4 separate regions of the Mus musculus genome follow, and all the other regions are linked to region 2. Evidence: chromatin contacts called from public HiChIP or PLAC-seq and promoter capture Hi-C data. All regions are on one chromosome and are shown on one strand. Each heading gives the region's core, a stretch centred on a gene start, on an enhancer-like site or on the middle of the called end of the contact. The rest is flanking DNA. Distances are from core to core; before and after follow the strand shown.

The links. Promoter capture Hi-C pulls out the DNA fragments that hold promoters and counts their contacts. HiChIP or PLAC-seq counts read pairs in DNA pulled down with a chosen protein or histone mark.
Region 1: a promoter capture Hi-C map of pre-B cells shows a contact between it and region 2. The contact joins the promoter of D17H6S56E-5 here to the promoter of Nrm in region 2. A contact is called at or near these places in 2 of 39 promoter capture datasets (cranial neural crest and pre-B cells) and 2 of 115 datasets of contacts at active chromatin or transcription factors (embryonic midbrain and pancreatic cancer cells).
Region 3: a FOXA1 HiChIP or PLAC-seq map of pancreatic cancer cells shows a contact between it and region 2. The contact joins the promoter of D17H6S53E here to the promoter of Nrm in region 2. A contact is called at or near these places in 8 of 39 promoter capture datasets (cranial neural crest, embryonic stem cells, frontonasal cranial neural crest and 4 more), 4 of 115 datasets of contacts at active chromatin or transcription factors (astrocytes, bone marrow-derived macrophages, memory CD8 T cells and 1 more) and 2 of 9 other capture datasets (adipose tissue and liver).
Region 4: a contact with region 2 is called in a promoter capture Hi-C map of cranial neural crest. The contact joins the promoter of G6bos here to the promoter of Nrm in region 2. A contact is called at or near these places in 1 of 39 promoter capture datasets (cranial neural crest) and 1 of 115 datasets of contacts at active chromatin or transcription factors (pancreatic cancer cells).

Annotation. Positions count from the first base shown.
Region 1 is chr17:34,999,237-35,003,496 of GRCm38.p6, forward strand. It overlaps D17H6S56E-5 (DNA segment, Chr 17, human D6S56E 5), which reads right to left and starts at 1,510. Exons shown (of 2, transcript NM_033075.3): 1 at 931-1,510; 2 at 1-233. The coding sequence starts at 937. Vars (valyl-tRNA synthetase) reads left to right here and starts at 1,671. Exons shown (of 30, transcript NM_011690.3): 1 at 1,671-1,996; 2 at 2,176-2,594. The coding sequence starts at 2,208.
Region 2 is chr17:35,859,200-35,863,431 of GRCm38.p6, forward strand. It overlaps Nrm (nurim (nuclear envelope membrane protein)), which reads left to right and starts at 2,119. Exons shown (of 4, transcript NM_134122.2): 1 at 2,119-2,318. The coding sequence starts at 2,186. It overlaps Mdc1 (mediator of DNA damage checkpoint 1), which reads left to right. Exons shown (of 16, transcript NM_001010833.2): 16 at 1-471.
Region 3 is chr17:35,125,108-35,129,466 of GRCm38.p6, forward strand. D17H6S53E (DNA segment, Chr 17, human D6S53E) reads left to right here and starts at 1,295. Exons shown (of 3, transcript NM_033477.2): 1 at 1,295-1,343; 2 at 1,536-1,678; 3 at 1,815-3,748. The coding sequence starts at 2,008. The coding sequence ends at 2,889. It overlaps Gm20522 (predicted gene 20522), which reads right to left and starts at 1,236. Exons shown (of 3, transcript NR_168268.1): 1 at 1,051-1,236; 2 at 126-208. Apom (apolipoprotein M) reads right to left here. Exons shown (of 6, transcript NM_018816.2): 6 at 3,890-4,028. The coding sequence ends at 4,003.
Region 4 is chr17:35,063,101-35,067,316 of GRCm38.p6, forward strand. It overlaps G6bos (G6b opposite strand), which reads left to right and starts at 1,337. Exons shown (of 1, transcript NR_001462.1): 1 at 1,337-2,496. It overlaps Mpig6b (megakaryocyte and platelet inhibitory receptor G6b), which reads right to left and starts at 3,084. Exons shown (of 6, transcript NM_001191012.1): 1 at 3,010-3,084; 2 at 2,463-2,804; 3 at 2,219-2,309; 4 at 1,804-1,856; 5 at 1,586-1,662; 6 at 1-1,336. The coding sequence starts at 3,070. The coding sequence ends at 1,232.

The sequences.
Region 1 (4,260 bases), core at 260-2,759, 860 kb before region 2:
GGCGAGGTGGGAGGTCGAGTTAATTACAGTCCCCGTAGCAGTGTTAGTTATAACCCAAGTAAGGTTATGGGGTTCATGGGGCATAGGACTAGTTTGGACCACACCTATAGAAATCAGCAGAGTCAAGATCTGCAGTGTCTTAGCTTTAGGGAATCTTATGGTTGTCATTGGAGTCTTGATCCCGTCTGGGGCACTTGGCAGCATCTCCCGTCTAGTGATCGAGACTTCATCACCTGGTTGGAAACAATGGTGGTTAGGTGTTGCATAGATCTGCCATGTTTGGCCCAATCCATTTCTGTACCTTGTAAAGGACCTGTAAGCACTCTTGTCTACAGCTGGCATGAAGTTTTTCTGCCTGATTTCTCTCTCCGTGTACTTTTGAATAATACAAAGACAACTTTACACAGTACACAAGAGATTATCCCAACAGGCCTTTCTCCCCCAACCCCCCTTTCTTTTCTTCTTCTTTTTTTCTTGGTTTTTCGAGACAGGGTTTCTCTGTGTAGCTCTGGCTGTCCTCGAACTCAAGAAATCCGCCTGCCTCTGCCTCACACTCATAAGTGCTGGGATTAAAGGCATGCGCCACCACTGCCAGGCTAGCAGTGGCCTCTCAAAAGCACTGCGAACTTATGTTTTCCCTCTAGGTTTGAGCTTTAGTAGACCAGCTGGAGTGCTTCTGCCTTTGGGTCCCCTGCCCTTCCTTCACGTGACTCCATGTCAGGCAGTGAGCGCTCAGCACCTAGAGCCCCTTTCCTGTTTTACCTGGGTTAGATCCGAGGATCTTCCGCGAACTGGCGGTGCACTCCGTTACCAAAAGCCTGACATGGCCTTGAGCACACCCCATCAGTACGCTTTCTAAAAGCATAAGATAAATACAAGCAAGAGACGCGGAACGCACGGTGCATTTACCAACGCCAGGGAATTACCAACCTTTCATTCCCTACAGCAACAGCTCCCAGCAGCCAGGCACTGCTTGTGAAAGACCCCCAAGCTGGGTAGTCAATCACTCTGAGGAGACCCTCCCAAGGATCAGCGAGGCCACGATTCGGATGCAACAGCAAAAGGCTTTATTGGGAACACGGGTACCCGGGCGACTCAGTCTATCGGATGACTGGCGCGCCGAGTGTGGAGTACTTACCCTTCTTATAGGGCTAGGGCTGGGGGGCAAAAAGCGCGGGTACAGAAGCGAGAAGCGAGCTGATTGGTTAGTTTAAATAAGGCTTGGGGTATTTCCCGGTCATTTGGGGAACCTGAAACTGAGGTGGGACTTTCCAGAAACTGTTGCTGGTTTCGCTTTATCTGAGTACCATCTGTTCTTGGCCCTGAGCCGGGGCCCAGGTGCTTGACCACAGATATCCTGTTTGGCCCCTGTCCCGGTATTATTCAGCCTTATTCTTTAACTAAACTTCCTTGTAACTTTTGAGAACTCAGCTCTGGTACTTTATCATGCCTTGCAAAATGGCGTTACTGCAGCTAACTTGCTAAGCCTTATGGTGGGGTCTTTCACTTGGAGCAGCCCGAGATTCTGCAGCTCGCCCTGCAAAAGGCGGAAACCTGGGACCAAGCACGCACTCCAGACACTAGGGCTTTCGTTTTCCCGCGCTCTAGACACGAAGACCCCGGGCTGCCCGCGGCGGCGCCTGACCCGAGGGCCACGGGCTGCCCGCGGCGGCGCCTGACCCAGACCCAGGCTCGTCCCGGCACGCGGGTTCCCGTCTCCGTGCTGCACGAGCCACTCTGGCCCCTGCTTGACCCGTCCGGCAGCGGTGGGCCGCGCACGGACCCTCGGGATCGCGCACGCACAGGCGGGGCCCGGCAGCCCTGCGAGGACCCGAGTCCGGAAACGTGCGCTGTCACAAAGGGGGGGACACGTGGGTGCCGCTGTCCCGGCCGCGTTCTCCCGCAGCGGGAGAGCTGCCTCCGCTGCCCGCCACCTCCACCCCGGCCGCCCTGTGGGGCCGCGGCCGTAGCCGGCCGAGTGTGATCGCCGCCTTCAGTACGTACACGCGGCGCGGCCTCCCCTCTCCAACCCGAGGGGGCGGGCGATCGGGGTCCCGCCTCCTCCTCTAGGCGCTGCTGGCGGCTGCTCGGCCAGGCCTAGGGTCCGGCCGGGCGCCTGCGTACCTTGCAGCACGTGCTCAGGTCCCCTCCTCAATCTGCCGGGTCTCTCCTCAGGTCACTGCACCGCGTTCGGACCCTGCACAGCCATGTCCATCCTCTACGTCTCTCCTCACCCCGACGCCTTCCCCAGCCTCCGAGCCCTCATCGCTGCCCGATACGGGGAAGCTGGTGACGGTCCCGGGTGGGGAGGCCCTCACCCCCGCATCTGCTTGCAGCCTCCCCCGAGCAGCCGGACTCCATTCCCTCCGCCTCGCCTGCCCGCCCTGGAGCAGGGACCTGGCGGCCTGTGGGTGTGGGGGGCCCCGGCTGTAGCTCAGCTGTTGTGGCCTGCAGGCCTGGGGGGACCCGGGGGCAGCCGGGCAGCTGTCCTGGTCCAGCAGTGGGTCAGTTATGCTGACACGGAGCTCATACCCGCTGCCTGCGGGGCGACCCTGCCTGCCCTGGGACTTCGAGGTCCTGGTCAGGATCCCCAGGTGAGAGGGAAGAAAAAGGGAGAAATTCTGACTACACAAACAGGATTGGGAAGAATCCCACGAAAAAAGTCGGTTGTCAGGCGGTCGCATCTCTGCCTGCCACCTGGTGTAGTAACTTTGGGAACACTTTTTCTCGAGCCTTGGTCTTCTATGTCTGAGAATGCAAGATGATGAAATCTCTTCCTTCCTCCGGGGGTGTGATACATGAGCGCCCGGGAGTGGAGCGTGGTTTTGCTGTTTTCACTACGTTTGGAGTGTGTGTGTGTGTGTGTGTGTGTGTGTGTGTGTGTCTTTAAATTAGGTCTCGCTCTAACTGAATGGCTCGGAACGAACGCACTGGTGTGCCAAGCATTCCCAAGTCTGTCTTTGGGTTTCTGTTGCCATGTTTAAAACAACATGACCAAAAGCGCCTTGGGAAAGAAAGGAATTGTTTCAGGTTACAGCTCTCCATCACTGAAGGAAGTCAGACCAGTGACTGGAAGCAGAAACAAAAAGAGGCCGTGCAGGACCGATACTTTCTGGCTCACTTTCCACAGCTTGTTCAGCCTGCTCTTTTATACCGTCCAGGGCTGCTTTGCCAGGGGTGGTATCCCCTACAATGGACTGGCCCTCCACATAATCATTAGTTAAGAAAACGTCCCCACACGCTTACCCACAGGCCAGTCTGGTGGGGACATTTTCCCAATTGAGTTTCCCACTTCGCACGGGCCACTGGCTTAGGTGAGGTTGACAAGGCCCTGGTTGGCAAGTGTGACAGGGATGCAGGATGTGAGCGGTTTTATGTTGAACTGTAGGGAAGACTGGGGAGAGATGACAGTTGCTGGGAGGAGTCAGAGGAGGCTTGAAGTTGAAGGAGAGGCAGGGAGAGGACAGATGACACACCAGATTGTTTCTGTGAGTCCTTCCAGGGTAGACCTGTGTCTGCCTTAACTGAAAGCTCTGCCCCTGCAGGGTAGGGAGTGCATGGTGGCTGCCTAGTGTCACTTCAGTGGGGGAATGAAGGAACAGTGCAGATGGTGACTGGCTTCTTCATATCTGGATGGACTAACAGAGAGCCTCATTCCTGCGGGGTAGTACTTCAGACCTGCGCTCATTTGTGGTTTTCCTGGGTGAAATCTATTGATGCCCAGACCTGGCAGTCTTGTTTCATATAATCCTTTAACTTTAGAGCCTGATATGTTTCCTTGGACTCATAAACTTAAGTGTTTAGTGATAACTTGTTGGATAAATCACACACACAAAATACTTGTGTGTATTCGATTTTTATTTTATGTGTATAAGTGTTTTGCTTGTGTGTGTGTGTGTGTGTGTGTGTGTACACTTGTGTGCCTAGTGGCCAAGGAATCTGGGGACATGTAACGAGGTGTTGTCATAACTTGGTTTACGGACTGTTGTGCACCACCATGTGGGCTCCTGGAACCAAACTCTCTAAGAGCAGCCAGTGTTACAAACGCTGATCTGTGTCATTCACCTCTCCAGTCCTATAATGTATATAATCCAGGGGCCTCCTGCATGCTATGCTAAGTACTCTTCCTTGAACTTTCAGCCAGACTAGAGTTTTGTTGTTGCTTTAAGACAGGGTCTTAACTATGTAGCCTTACCTGAAGTGGGACTGGTTGTGAAGACTAGCAAGCTTTAAAGGCAGATCCCTCTGCCTTGCCTTCGG
Region 2 (4,232 bases), core at 869-3,368:
CTTCCTTTATGCATGCTAGGCAAAGCCTCTACCACTAAACCTTATTCCCAGCCCCTCACCTCTTTCCAAATATAGAAAAGCTGAAGATTTTTGTTCAGCAAGGATGAGCATATATACTGTCTGCACAGAAAGCAATGTTCAGACATGAAGTGAAAACACAGTATTTGAAGGTGGTCAAAGACACCCTAACACAAGGGCGAGACAAAAGGGACAGGTTTGATTCCACCTGCATAATAATATATAAAGTGTGGTGTGAATTCACAAAGGTAAGAGCAAATTGATGCTTGCCAGACCATGAGTACACAGAAGCTGTTCAAGGGGTCTAGTGTTCCCCTGTGGGGAGTTGAAAGACTTGGAATCAGAAAGAGGAAGTGATTGTACATAATGCAGAATATTAAGTACTAATGTATAAAAGGGTTGGGTTTTTTTTGCTTTATGAATTTCACTTCAATAAAAAAGTTGCTTACTTTATATTTTCCTGCAGTGAATTATGTATAAGCTTAGAGAACTATTGGTGGTTGGCACAAATGAGGCCCAACTCATGACAGGCAATTGCTTTACAACTCATTCACACCCCAGTTATATGCTTGATCTTTAAGGTTTTTCTTTTTTGGTGGTGCCGGGGGTTGAATCTAAGGCTTCCTGAAATGCTGCTCAAAAGCTTCACCGCTAAGCAGTAGTCCTAGACCATTGTTCATTTGATGCCTGTGGAGGCCAGAAGTCAGCCTTGGATGTCTTTCCTCGGGCCACTTTGTTTTTCTTTGAGATAGGGAATCTCACTGGGACATGGGGCACCCTTAGGCTGGGCTGGATGGACAGTGAGCCTTAGGCATTTGCCTCCCTAGAGCTTGCATTATGATTTAAGGAGGAAACAGGTTAAAGAGAAACCACACATAGTCAACTGCTTGTTTCCCACCTATAAGCTCTTCTGGGACCACTTCACAGTGTCTAGAAGATCAGTGGAGCCAGGATGTGATGCTAGGCCATAATCCCAGCACTTGGAGGCAGAGGCAAGAGGATCTGCTCAAGATGATTCTCAGCTACATAACAGCAAGTTCGAAGCCATCTTGCGCTACATGAAGATTCTGCCATTAAGGCGTGTACCACCACCTGGCTAGATTCTGCCATTAAAAATATATATACATTTTTTTTTTTTTGAGCAGTCCAAGTGGGGGCTGGAGAGAGCTCAGTGGTTGAGGGTACTGGGCTCTTCCAGAGGACCTGGGTTCAAATACCAGCACCCACATGGCAGCTCACCACTGTTACTCCAAGATCTGACACTCACATAGTTGCAAGCAAAACATCAATACACATAAAGGCAAAATAAATGTAAGTACAGAACTTCTTCAAAAACATTCACAGATGGAGCCCACTCAATACATTTCCCAAGCAGAGATCAGGGTGGGGAGGAAAAGTGCTATACAATGCATTAGAACTTGGTCCAGACGTCTTGGGAGCAACCAGCCTCCCTGCCCTTGCTCTATCTGTAATCTGAGAGAATCAGCTCTTGTCTTCTGAGGACCCTGTACTTGGATAGCTATGGTGATTGAGCCTTTCATTACTCGGTCTTTGGTTTTAGAGACAGGGTTTCTCTGTGTAGCCTTTGGCTATCCTAGAACTGACTATATAGGCCAGGCTGGCCTGGAACTTGGAGATCCATATGCCACCATCTCCCGACCTTGTCTCTCTCTCTCTCTTTTTTTTTTTAATGGCTTTTTCGGAACCGGTCTCCATATGCAGTCCAAGCTAACTTCAAATTCTCCTGCCTCACCCTTCCGAGTACTGGAATTACAGGCACGAGCCACCACACCCAGCTCTAAAACGGTCACTATACAAAAATCTATGTTGGGCGGGGTGGCGCCGTTTGTAACCCCAGCACATCAGGGATTGAGGCTGGAGAATAAGGAGTGATTATCTTTAAAAACAAGATGTTCTTTATGTTTCCACGCAAGGGAGGCTCTGTCTTCACTTTCCTCGAGAACACTGACAGCGCTGAGATTCGACCCACAAGGGTAGCCGCAGACCAGCTGCCCTGACGACGCCTGGGATTCCAACTCCGCGCTGTGACGCGCCGCTCGCGGTCCCCGCCTTGCCGCCAGCACCCCCAAGGAGGCGGGACCTGGGCAGGGCCAGCAGTCGCGGGAACCCTGAGCCCGCCTTCTCCTCAGGCTCCGCGCTGCTCGCCATGGCACCGGCGCTGCTGCTGGTTCCTGCGGCCCTCGCCTCCTTCATCCTGGCCTTTGGCACCGGAGTGGAATTCGTGCGTTTCACCTCCCTGAGGCCGCTGCTTGGAGGGATCCCGGAGTCTGGCGGTCCCGGTGAGCCGCAGGGATCCAGGGCGAGCTGAAGCGGAGAGGAGGAGCCGAAGCAGCGTGGCGAGGGCGGGGCATGGAAACAAATGACAGGGAAACCGCCAAAGCTGGGAGGCGCTGCTGGGAAGGGAGCGGAGGCTAAATCAGAAACTCCAAGATTAGTCTTGTGCAGAAAGCTGCGAGTGAAGACTGACAGAGTACGGCCCGGGGTGGGGGTGGGGTTTTGTGAGGAGAGCCAGGGGAAGGAGAAAGATAAAAAAGGGGAAACGCTGCTAGAAAACCCCAGACAGCGAGATGTGGTAGCTCACACCTTTAACCCTATTATTGGAGGGGGCAGAGGCAAACGGATCTCTTGATTGAAGGTCTATCATTACTGATTTCAAGGCCTGATCTATTGAGTGAGGACTATGTATGTAGAGATACCCTGTCTTGGAAAAGCAAACAAGAAAACCACACCAAAGACCACTTCCCTAGTCTCCTTGCTTGCTTGTGTGTGTGTGTGTGTGTGTGTGAATGAATATAATTGTGGAATGTGTGCTTGTGCTCCTGTGTGTGCAGTGCAAACGGCTGCTGAAGGACAACCTTGAGTTGTTTGTTTGTTTGTTTTTGGGTTTTTTTTTTCAGGGTATTTCTATGTATCCCCAGCTGGCTTGGAATTCAGAGGCCTATGTATTCTTTTTTTTTTTTTTTTTTTAAGATTTATTTATTTATTTTGGTGTTTTGAGACAGGGTTTCTCTGTATAGCTCTGGCTGTCCTGGAACTCACTCTGTAGACCAGGCTGGCCTCAAACTCAGAAATCCGCCTGCCTCTGCCTCCCGAGTACTGGGATTAAAGGTGTGGGCCACCATGCCTTTCTTTCTTTCTTTCTTTCTTTCTTTCTTTCTTTCTTTCTTTCTTAAGATTTATTTATTTTATGTATATGAGTAAACCTTAGCTGTCTTCAGACACACCAGAAGAGGGCATAAGATCCTATTACAGATGGTTGTAAGCCACCATGTGGTAGCTAGGAATTGAACTCAGGACCTCTGGAAGAGCAGCCAGAGCAGCCAGTGCTTATTGAGGGGGGAGGGGGGAGACAGGGTTTCTCTGCATAGCCCTGGCTGTCCTGGAACTCACTGTAGACCAGGCTGGCCTCGAATTTAAAAATCCACCTGCCTCTGCCTCCTAGCCAATGCACTCTCTCTCTTTCTCTCTCTCTCTCTCTCTCTCTTTTTTTTTTTTTTTGGTTTTCCAAGACATGGTTTCTCTGTGTAGCCCTGGCTGTCCTGGAACTCACTCTGTAGACCAGGCTGGCCTCCAACTCAGAAATCCACCTGCCTCTGCCTCCCAAGTCCTGGGATTAAAGATATGCACCACCACTTCCCTGCTCTAGCCAGTGCTCTTAACCGATGAGCCATCTCTCCAGCCCTATCTCCCACATATTCTTGGGACATAGTTGTTTTTTTTTTACAGAGACCTGAGGCAAACCAAGAGGTTCGATGGCTCACCTGGAACTGGGGTTATAGATAGCTGTGAGCTGCCATGTAGATGCTGAGAACCAAGCTGGGTCCTCACAGCAAGTGTTGTTAACCACTAAGACTCTCTGGGGATTCTTCTGTCCCTGCCTTCCCAGCACTAAAATTACTGGCACACACCACCATGCTGGGCTTGAATTCAGGTCCTCGGGCTTATACAACACTACATAGACTGAGCCATCTCCCCAGCCCTCCCACCTTGTTTTTAAAGGTGACCCTACCTAAAAACCTTCCCCAGGAGGAGGCCTAGAGAAGATGGAAGATTGAAGGAACAGCAGAGTGAACTGGGAATGGCCTTGACAAGATCTTGAAAGCATCAGGGGCTTGACATAGAGCTTCCAAAGATGTGGTTAGGGGAATGTCCTAGCCATCTTAACTGGCCTTTTGTCCCTTTCCTTCCCAACT
Region 3 (4,359 bases), core at 45-2,544, 730 kb before region 2:
GCACCTGCCTAACACTGGGAAGACCCTGGGTGGGGCCCCTCTCCAAGACAAGATGCATCCAAAAGATGCTGCTGACATTGGGAGAAAAGCCAAAGATACTTTGCTCTGCTCTGCCTGATACAAACCTTGAACTTGAGGAAGCCAGCTGTGATGAAGTGTAATACCTTGTGGTAGGGAAGTTAAAAGTCCCCAGAGAGGAAGTAGAGTCCTGCAGGATTGGCCAATACAACTAATGTCATCCAACCTGTGTGACATTCTAGCTGTGACCAGAGCTCTGACCTCCCAGATAAAAAGTTCAAGATGAACTTTTTTTCTTTTTGTTTTTTGAGACACAGTCTCTCACTATGTGTAGACCAGGCTGGCATCAAACTCAGCTAAAACTGGTTCTGGAGTGCTACATGGGGCTTAACCTAGGGCTTCATACCTGCTTACTGAGTTAGGATTCCAAGGCTTAAGGCAGTCCTAAGAGATCATTTCACTCCCTGAAAACCAGGCAATATGCTTTTCTACACTTCTCTTACGTACTTGGCACCCCCAATCCCTTGAGATGCTTATACAGAGTGCTAGGAACATGAAAGCTTTCAAATCCCAGTCTGGAAGGCCAAAGGGCGGCTGCTTAAATCACGTGGCTCCTGTTATTTACCTTTCTGGACCAGCATTACAAGATATCTCAGGTGAGAAATGGAGGAATGGCGGGGGTTGTGAGAAAGAACCACAGAGAGGCTGGAATCGTCACACAGGGAAGCAGTGGCAAGAGGATCGACTCAAAGGCAGTCTGGGCAACATATGTCCAAGCCTTTCCTGAGCTATATATATCCTGAGCTATATATATATATATATATATATATATGGATCTAAGCTACATATATAGGGGACCTGTCCTTAAAAACAAAGCTGGGCAGTGGTGCAGCGTGCCTTTAATCAAGGAGACAAGAGGCGGGCAGATCTCTTTTGAGTTCAAGGCCAGTCTGGTCTACCGAGCTAATTCAAGATAGCTAAAGTTACATTGAAAAACAAAACAAAAAAATCCCAAACTAAGGGCTAGAATACCTAACCAGTGTCAGCGGCGGGAAGGTCTGGGAGGTGAGCAGCCGAACCCGGGTTCGTGCTCAGGGTCTGGTCTTAGGTGGTCCTCTCTCTACGCCTGCGCTAGTGAATCGCGGGGGCTTCGGAGGAGGTCGCTCTGTCGAGTCCGCCTCACGGGTTGCGGAGCTCCGCCCCCGCTGGTCCCTCCCGACCCGGTACAGCTGCTTCCGGGCTCGCACGGCTCCCGGAGGCCGCTCCCCGGACGCTGGGCCCCACAGCTACTCGCTGCGCGAGCACCCAGACGCCTGGGTCCCCAGGTAGGCCTGTACTGTGTCTTGCGTCTGCGATCTCCAAGGACATCTCTGTTCTGACCTTGCGGAGGCCGCGTCTCAGCTGCGCCCTCGCGGGACAGTAGGGCCACTTTTTGGAATGATAGCTTCCTAAGTTAAGGGATGCACTTAACTGACTGGAGTTCGCTAGACACTTCCATCCCGTCTTCCTCTCAACAGAGACTTCCTGTTCCTTGAGCTCCCTTGGGCAGCGATTTGAAGGTTCCTCAGTTTCAGGACCGAAGGACCCTGGGCCACCACCTTCTTTCCTTCAATGGAACACCACCTCTCCCCTTTCTGGGGCACCTTGGGATGTGGTCTTGGTGAGTGAAACTTGGGGTGCTGACTGCTGGGAAGGAAATCTGAAAGCACAGAACATTGTGGGGGTGACCCTGGCCTTATCGGGCTCTAGAAGTCTTGTTAGTGTGTGGGGTGGCAAATGGATTTCTTTTCCCTTAGACTGACACGGAAGCAGGCCATTTACCACACTTGGGGCTGTGTGAGTCCTTTCTGAATTCAGAGTAGGACAATATCACCAAGCAGACACCTCTTCTGAACCGGAACTGATTCTGGCTTCGGAGGAGATCCTGAGAATCTTACGCAGAGTCAGGAAGTGGTCACAGATTTGGGAAGCGCATTGCACAGCTCAGTCATGTTCCTTCGACGGCTTGGTGGCTGGCTACCTCGACCTTGGGGTCGAAAGAAATCAACAAAGGCTGATTTGCCTGCCCCAGAACCCAGATGGGTGGACAGCTCCCCGGAGAATTCGGGGAGTGACTGGGACAGTGCTCCAGAGACCATGGGAGATGTGGGGCCCCTTAAGACCAAGGATTCAGGAACACGGAGACCCCCCGGGGCTGCTCCAGAGTCTAGCAGGGACCTCAAAGTGGATCAACTGGGGAGCAAAAGAATGGATTCCCTCAAGCGGGACAAGACTGCCTCTACCATTCAAGAGCCTGCAAGACTGGAGTCTGGAGGGGCCATTCCCAAACTAGACTGGGATCCTGTGGATTCAGGTGGCGTGAAGAACCTTGGAGTGTCCGCTCAAGGGAGACTAGGCACCATTGGGCCAGAAGCCCTGTTGGAGAAACCTGGTCGCCGTCAGAAGCTGCTGCGTTGGTTACGGGGGGAACCAGGGGCTCCTTCACATTACCTGCAGGACCCAGAGGAGTACCTGCAGATCTCTACCAACTTGACCCTGCACCTGCTGGAGCTGCTTGCCACAGCCCTGCTGGCTCTGTGCTCCAGGCCACTCCGAGCCATCTTGGATGCTTTGGGCCTTCGAGGACCTGTGGGCCTCTGGCTTCATGGGCTGCTATGTTTCCTGGCCGCCCTACATGGGCTCCACGCTGTGCTGAGCTTACTTACTGCCCACCCCCTGCATTTTGCCTGCCTCTTTGGCTTGTTGCAGGCCCTGGTGCTGGCTGTCAGCCTCCGGGAACCTGTTGAAGATGAGGAGACCGCTGATTGGGAGAGTGAGGGGCAGGAGAGGGAGGCCAAGGAGCAGAGGGAAGGTCCCGGAAGGATGTTGTGACTGGGAGAGGGTGGGAGCAAAGGGTAAAGATAGTGGGGTGGCCTTTAGGAGGAAGGTGGGGAAACCCAGATTGTAAGCACAGAGACCTCAGGGATGGGGAGGAAACTCAGGCACAGGAGCTCCTGTCACACTTGACAGACAGGGCTGGCTAGGATGGCCAGTAATGGACAATGGGACATCACCATTGAAGTCACCAGCTTTTTTTTTTTTTTTTTTTTTTTTTTTTTTTGGTTTTTTTGAGACAGGGTTTCTCTGTATAGCCCTAGCTGTCCTGGAACTCACTCTGTAGACCAGGCTGGCCTCGAACTCAGAAATCCGCCTGCCTCTGCCTCCCGAGTGCTGGGATTAAAGGCATGTGCCACCATGCCCAGCAAAGTCACCAGCTTTTGTTATTTCTTGCTTTTACATTTACTCACTTTTTTTTTTTTTTAAATTTCCACCTCCACTTTTTAAAAGCAAAATAGAATAAAAGCAACCGTGGAGAACGGACACCACAGGGCCCTTTCCAAGCGCAGGGGTGGATGGGGCCAGAGGCAGGACAGAGATCTCTGCATTAAGAGTTGATGGGGAGACCCGTAGTGTCCCTTGGATCCTAGGACTAGAACCGTTTAGAGGAGAGTGAGGCTTTGAGGGAGAAGGGGCTTCAGGTGCCGCAGTACCTGCAGTGAGGGTCTGCAGGTCGGTGGGAGCCAGAAGAAACAGAGCTGCTGTGGGCTGGATTGGCATGAGGACCAGTACAGAAGAGCTGGCAGCTCTGAAGGGCAGTGGGGGAAGCACCGTGACTGCCTCTCCACTCAGGCATTGCTCACTCAGCAATAAATGTGCCACACTACATCCTAAATACACCAGTCTAATGTGAGAGGTTCCACTCAGTGTCCTTCCTGATGCCTGACAGCCGGGGGTGTGAGGTGGTGGAGGTGTCCGTCAGGGGGTGGGGTGGGAGGGGAGGGTCAAAGTGGAGAAATGATATCTTTGATGTCTGCAGACAAAACCCAGGAGATGAGGACTGACAAATCATCTTTATTATCCACGAGAGGGGGCAGGAGTCGCTGGCTTCTCCACTCGAAGCTGGGCTCCTATCTTGTCTGTCTAGGACACGGGTGAAGTCACTGGTCACTTGCTGGACAGCGGGCAGGCCTCTGTGGGGGGAGGAGGGAGAGAGTAAGAGGGTGGTCGTCCAGGGGAGGAGTGCCGTTGGCACTGGAGTAAGGTAGGAGACTCTACATCTGGCCCTCTCCTCCCTTTATCTAAAGCGGTGGTTCTCCAGCTGTGGGTCATGACCCCTTGGGGGGGGACGACAAACCACCCTTTCACAGGGGTTTCGTACAGATACCCTGCATGTGAGATACTTAAATGATTCATAAAAGTAGCAAAAGAGCAACAAAATAGTTTTACGGTTGGGGGGTGGGGTGGGGTGTCACCACAACATGAAGAACCGTGTTAAAGGGCGTTTGGAAGGTTGAAGACCAC
Region 4 (4,216 bases), core at 87-2,586, 800 kb before region 2:
CCTAAAAAGGGGCCCAGTGCTGGAGCCTGAACACAGAGCCCACGCTCACAGCCCCAGAGCTGAAACCTTGGGAAAGAACCAGTGGTTGATCCTGGGAATCTTGCTGGCTTTGAGTAGGAAGAGCAGGGCACGAGGATCAGAGGGGTCTGTGGGTCATCATGAAGCAAATGATGACAGTACATTCTGGTGGCAGCATTGGACATGGAGAAAGGTACAGAGGACAGTGACCTGCTACAGACAAGGCCTTGTGTGGTTGGTGGTGCATGCTTGCAATCACTTTTATCCAAACACTGAAGGTAGACATAAGGAGAGGGAGATTTCAAAGTCAGCCTCAGCCATAAGAGAGCCTGTCTTTAAAAGGAGTGGAAGCGGCGGGTTAGGGTCCTGATAAGTCCTTGTGTGGGAGAGGAGATGGTGTACTCTGACCCCAGTTTCTGGCTTGGACAACTTGGGTTCTTCAAGAGCTTTCAGAGGAGGACCCAGGGGATGGCTTAAGAAATGACTGAGTCAGGTTTGACAAGCCTTGGGCAAAATGCCTGAGGCCATCTGGACAGAGTGAACTAGGTCTGAGATCTGGCTTGGAAGGACTACTGTGTATCATTTGGGGGCTGAAGATTGATTGGCCAGCTTCCTAGAAGAGTACGGAGGAGAAACAAAGAGATGAGCAGAACAGTGCTACTACAAAGACAATAGCAACAAAGTAAACCCTGGTTTAAACAGGGGTGAATGTTATCTGGTGGTAGGACATCACTGGCAACCTTTCAGTGGATGAGCAGCAGCAGCAGCCAATGAGCAGGGGGAGTGCAGTCAGACCGGTAACGAGGCAGGTCTATGTCTAAAGTTTGAAATGCTTCATTGGGCCAGGCAGTGCCTTTAAACTCAGAAGTTGGGAGGCAGAAGCAGATGAATTCTCTGAGTTCAAGGCCAGCTTGGTCTATGGTCTACGGAGTTCCAAGACAGCCAAGGCTATACAGAGAAATCCCAGTCTTGGGGGGGGGCGCGAAGAAAAAGCTTAACAGGCAGCTTGATCATCTTTAGAGAGGGCAGCAGTGGAGAAGGAAAGATGTTACAGAAGATGGAAGTGACAGAAAAAAAGTTGACCATTGGCAGAACGCAAACCAGGTAGTCAGTCGCCTCTATCAGTGCCTCTGTCCATGGTGCCTGCCCCTTCTAGCTGAGGTTATACAGGGGAGCCCCAGATAGAAAGGGTTGGCAGAACAAGGGCTTCCCTTTATACTACAACCGCATAGACAGTGGAGGCATCACCAGAAACCACTGTGGACATCCGGCGGTGCCTCCCGAGGACAGAGTGGTCCAGATCAGCGTAGTGCAGGCTCTGGAGGAGGTAGAGAGAGGACGGTAGTATGGTCTCATCAATCTGACCCCTTAGCTTGGAATCAAAGCTTTTTTTCTTTTCCCCACTGTGGGTAAAGGCGACTATGTAGCAAAGCCTGGCTTTCATCTTCCTGCTTAAACCTCCAGAGTGCTGGGATTACACTGCTGCTCCACAGCAACCTAGCTAGGCTGCTTTCTTGGCCCTCTTTCCTCCGGGATTCTGGCCTTTTTCCCATCCCCAGGCCCTTACCGGCTCCTGGTCCAGGTGGCCTGAGATCTTGGACTCCTGTTCTAAAGGCCTCTGTGGCTCAGCATTTATGACTGGAGCTATGTGGGAGGGAGGGACAGAACTGAAGGGTGAAGAGAAAATGACCAACTTTGTCTGCTCCTCGCAAGGACTCAGACTCAAGAACTCAGGGTTAGGGATTGTGCGGGTAGGATAGGGAAATTGAGTGCAGTTAATCTCACCAAATGTGGGTAGTGGTCCAGGCGGGGGCGGGGGTGGGGGCGGAGGCGAGAGTCTGTAAGGAAGTCCTTGAAGAGTCACCAATCTCGTCTTACTGGTTCCTCGGCCGCAGGCGGCGCCAATAAGAACTGTGCAAACTGCAGTCTCCGACCAGCAAAACAACTTAGGCTCCTCTGGAACCAGGTCCCGCCCACTCTCTGGGCTTTCTGACCTTTCAGTTTGGTTTCTGCAGCCTCGGTTCCCTACTCCAGCCTGTAGCCTAGCACCCAAGGGCTGACCTCTCACATTCTTTTAACAAACGCCAGGCCTCCAGACACTTCTTTTTCTTTGTAAAGGTTAGGGCTCTGCCCCACCTCTTTCCCCACGCCCTGACTGGTCACACCCTGTTTCAAGCCAGGCTCCGCCTCCAGTGCTCACCTGCGCCGCCGCCAGACCACGCCCGCGACTCCCAGTCCCAGCACAAGCCCAACGCCCAGGAGCGGAATCAGGACCTTGGGATACTCGTACCCTAGGGAGACCGCGAGGCAGGGAGAGATGCCGTGGTCAGGGGTACAGACAATAGGGTTCTACTAACTTTACCGCTCTGTAAGATTCCGCCCCGCTTTTTGTCCCGCGTGTGTGTCCAAATTAAGTGCCCCTGTGCATCTGGGCCTCGACCTACCGTGGGTAGATCCTGCAGGCCGGCAACCTGCCTTGTCCCCTAACACTTGAAGCACTGTGCGACTCTCATTCTCGTGGCGTCCTTTGCAGAAAAAGGTTCCAGAATCCCCGGCGCTCAGCAGCAGCTCTAGCCGCTTGATACCATTGTCCAGGGAACGCAGGCGGCCAGAGAAATGCTGGAGCACAGTTGGGGTCCCTCTCGTCGAGGCCCACAAGATCGGACGGCGCCCTTTAGACAAGCCCTTGCATGCTGGGAAACTAGGCGCCCAAGCCCAGCGGGTGGGGTCGGAGACCCCTATGCAGGAGAGATTCACCCGGTCCCCAGGGCTGCCCTCCAAAGAAACTAGGAAAGGTGGGGGAGGGAGATAGTTAGGGCTAGTTTATCAGGCGCTCTCTCTGTCTCTCTGTCTCTGTCTCTCTCCCACCCCCCCGCCCCGCCGCGTGCGCGCGCGCGCGCGCACACACACACACACACACACACACACACAAGGTGATCCTAGTTGTCTCAGTCTTTCTTTGCCCATCACAACTTCCCAGGGATGGCCTACCCTCGGGATTCCCCTGGACCTTTGAGAGCAACAAAGGCAGCAGCGGCAGGACCAAGGCCATGGTTGGGATGTGGTGGTCAGAGGCGGGAGTGAATCAGCAGGGAGACCGGAGGGAAGCAGAGGGGCAGGGATGGGGATCCTGCCGGACTGGGGGCTCAGATAAGAGCGAGTGTGAGGCCACCAATTTCTGGATCCCTCTAGGAATCCTCAAGCCAACATGCAGTCTTCGAACTTTGAAATGATTTTAAATTTTGTGCTTGAAACCTTTTGCAAAGGCGCTATGCTTTTTTGCGAACAACTACCATGGCCCCAAAGTACCACAAATACTGAAGCTCAGCTTCCTGAGTTCGAATCCTGAGTTCATCCAGCCACACAGTAGCTGGGTGATGTGAGCAAGCCACTTAATCCCTGCCTGTTCCCTCATCAGGAAAATGGAGCTAAAAGCATGTGAGAACCAAATCAATACATTGAGAGAGTCTAAAGCAATAGATGACATATGGGAGTACTCAGTGTATGACATGGTCATTATTATCTCTATCTTAGTTCCTATCTCACCTCTGTGTGCCCATGATGTTCCTCCCTACCCAATGGGCTCCTCCCTACCCAATGGGCTCCTCCCTACCCAAGGGACTCCTCCCAAACCCAAGTCCAAGTGGGGTGAGGGCTTCCTTGGCATGTTATACAGCCTCAGCCCCGCCTCTCTGACATCACAGAAACCCTCCATGATGCCATAAGCCCTTCTTTATCTTGTGGCTGAGCATCAGTTGGAAGACTGGCTGGGGAATGGATCTACATTAATTCACCTGTTTCGTCAATTTCTGCTGGAATGTCTGATCAATGTCCTCCCATCCCTAGGCACCCAAAGTTGCTGAAACAACTCAGTTACTGTCTGTTTCCTGGGAACTAGCAGAAACTAGTGTTGTGGCTGTCTAAGTCACAGAGGCTTTTCTGATGCTCTCTCCAGGGCAGGGGGCCCTCAGCTGGGGGTCCTGAATCCAAGATCCAAAATGGAGTTGCCCACTAGTGACACTTTCCCCCTCCTATCTCCCTCTCCTGTCTCCCCTTCCTACCCAGGCCCTCTTGGACCCTTTCCACCTCTAGTCTTTCTCTTTAGTCAGCTGGGAATAAATTGGGAGGGAGGTGCCCACAGAGGGCACAGGCCCGGAAGGGAGGAGCCATTGGGATTATAAATTCTGAAAAGACCGCT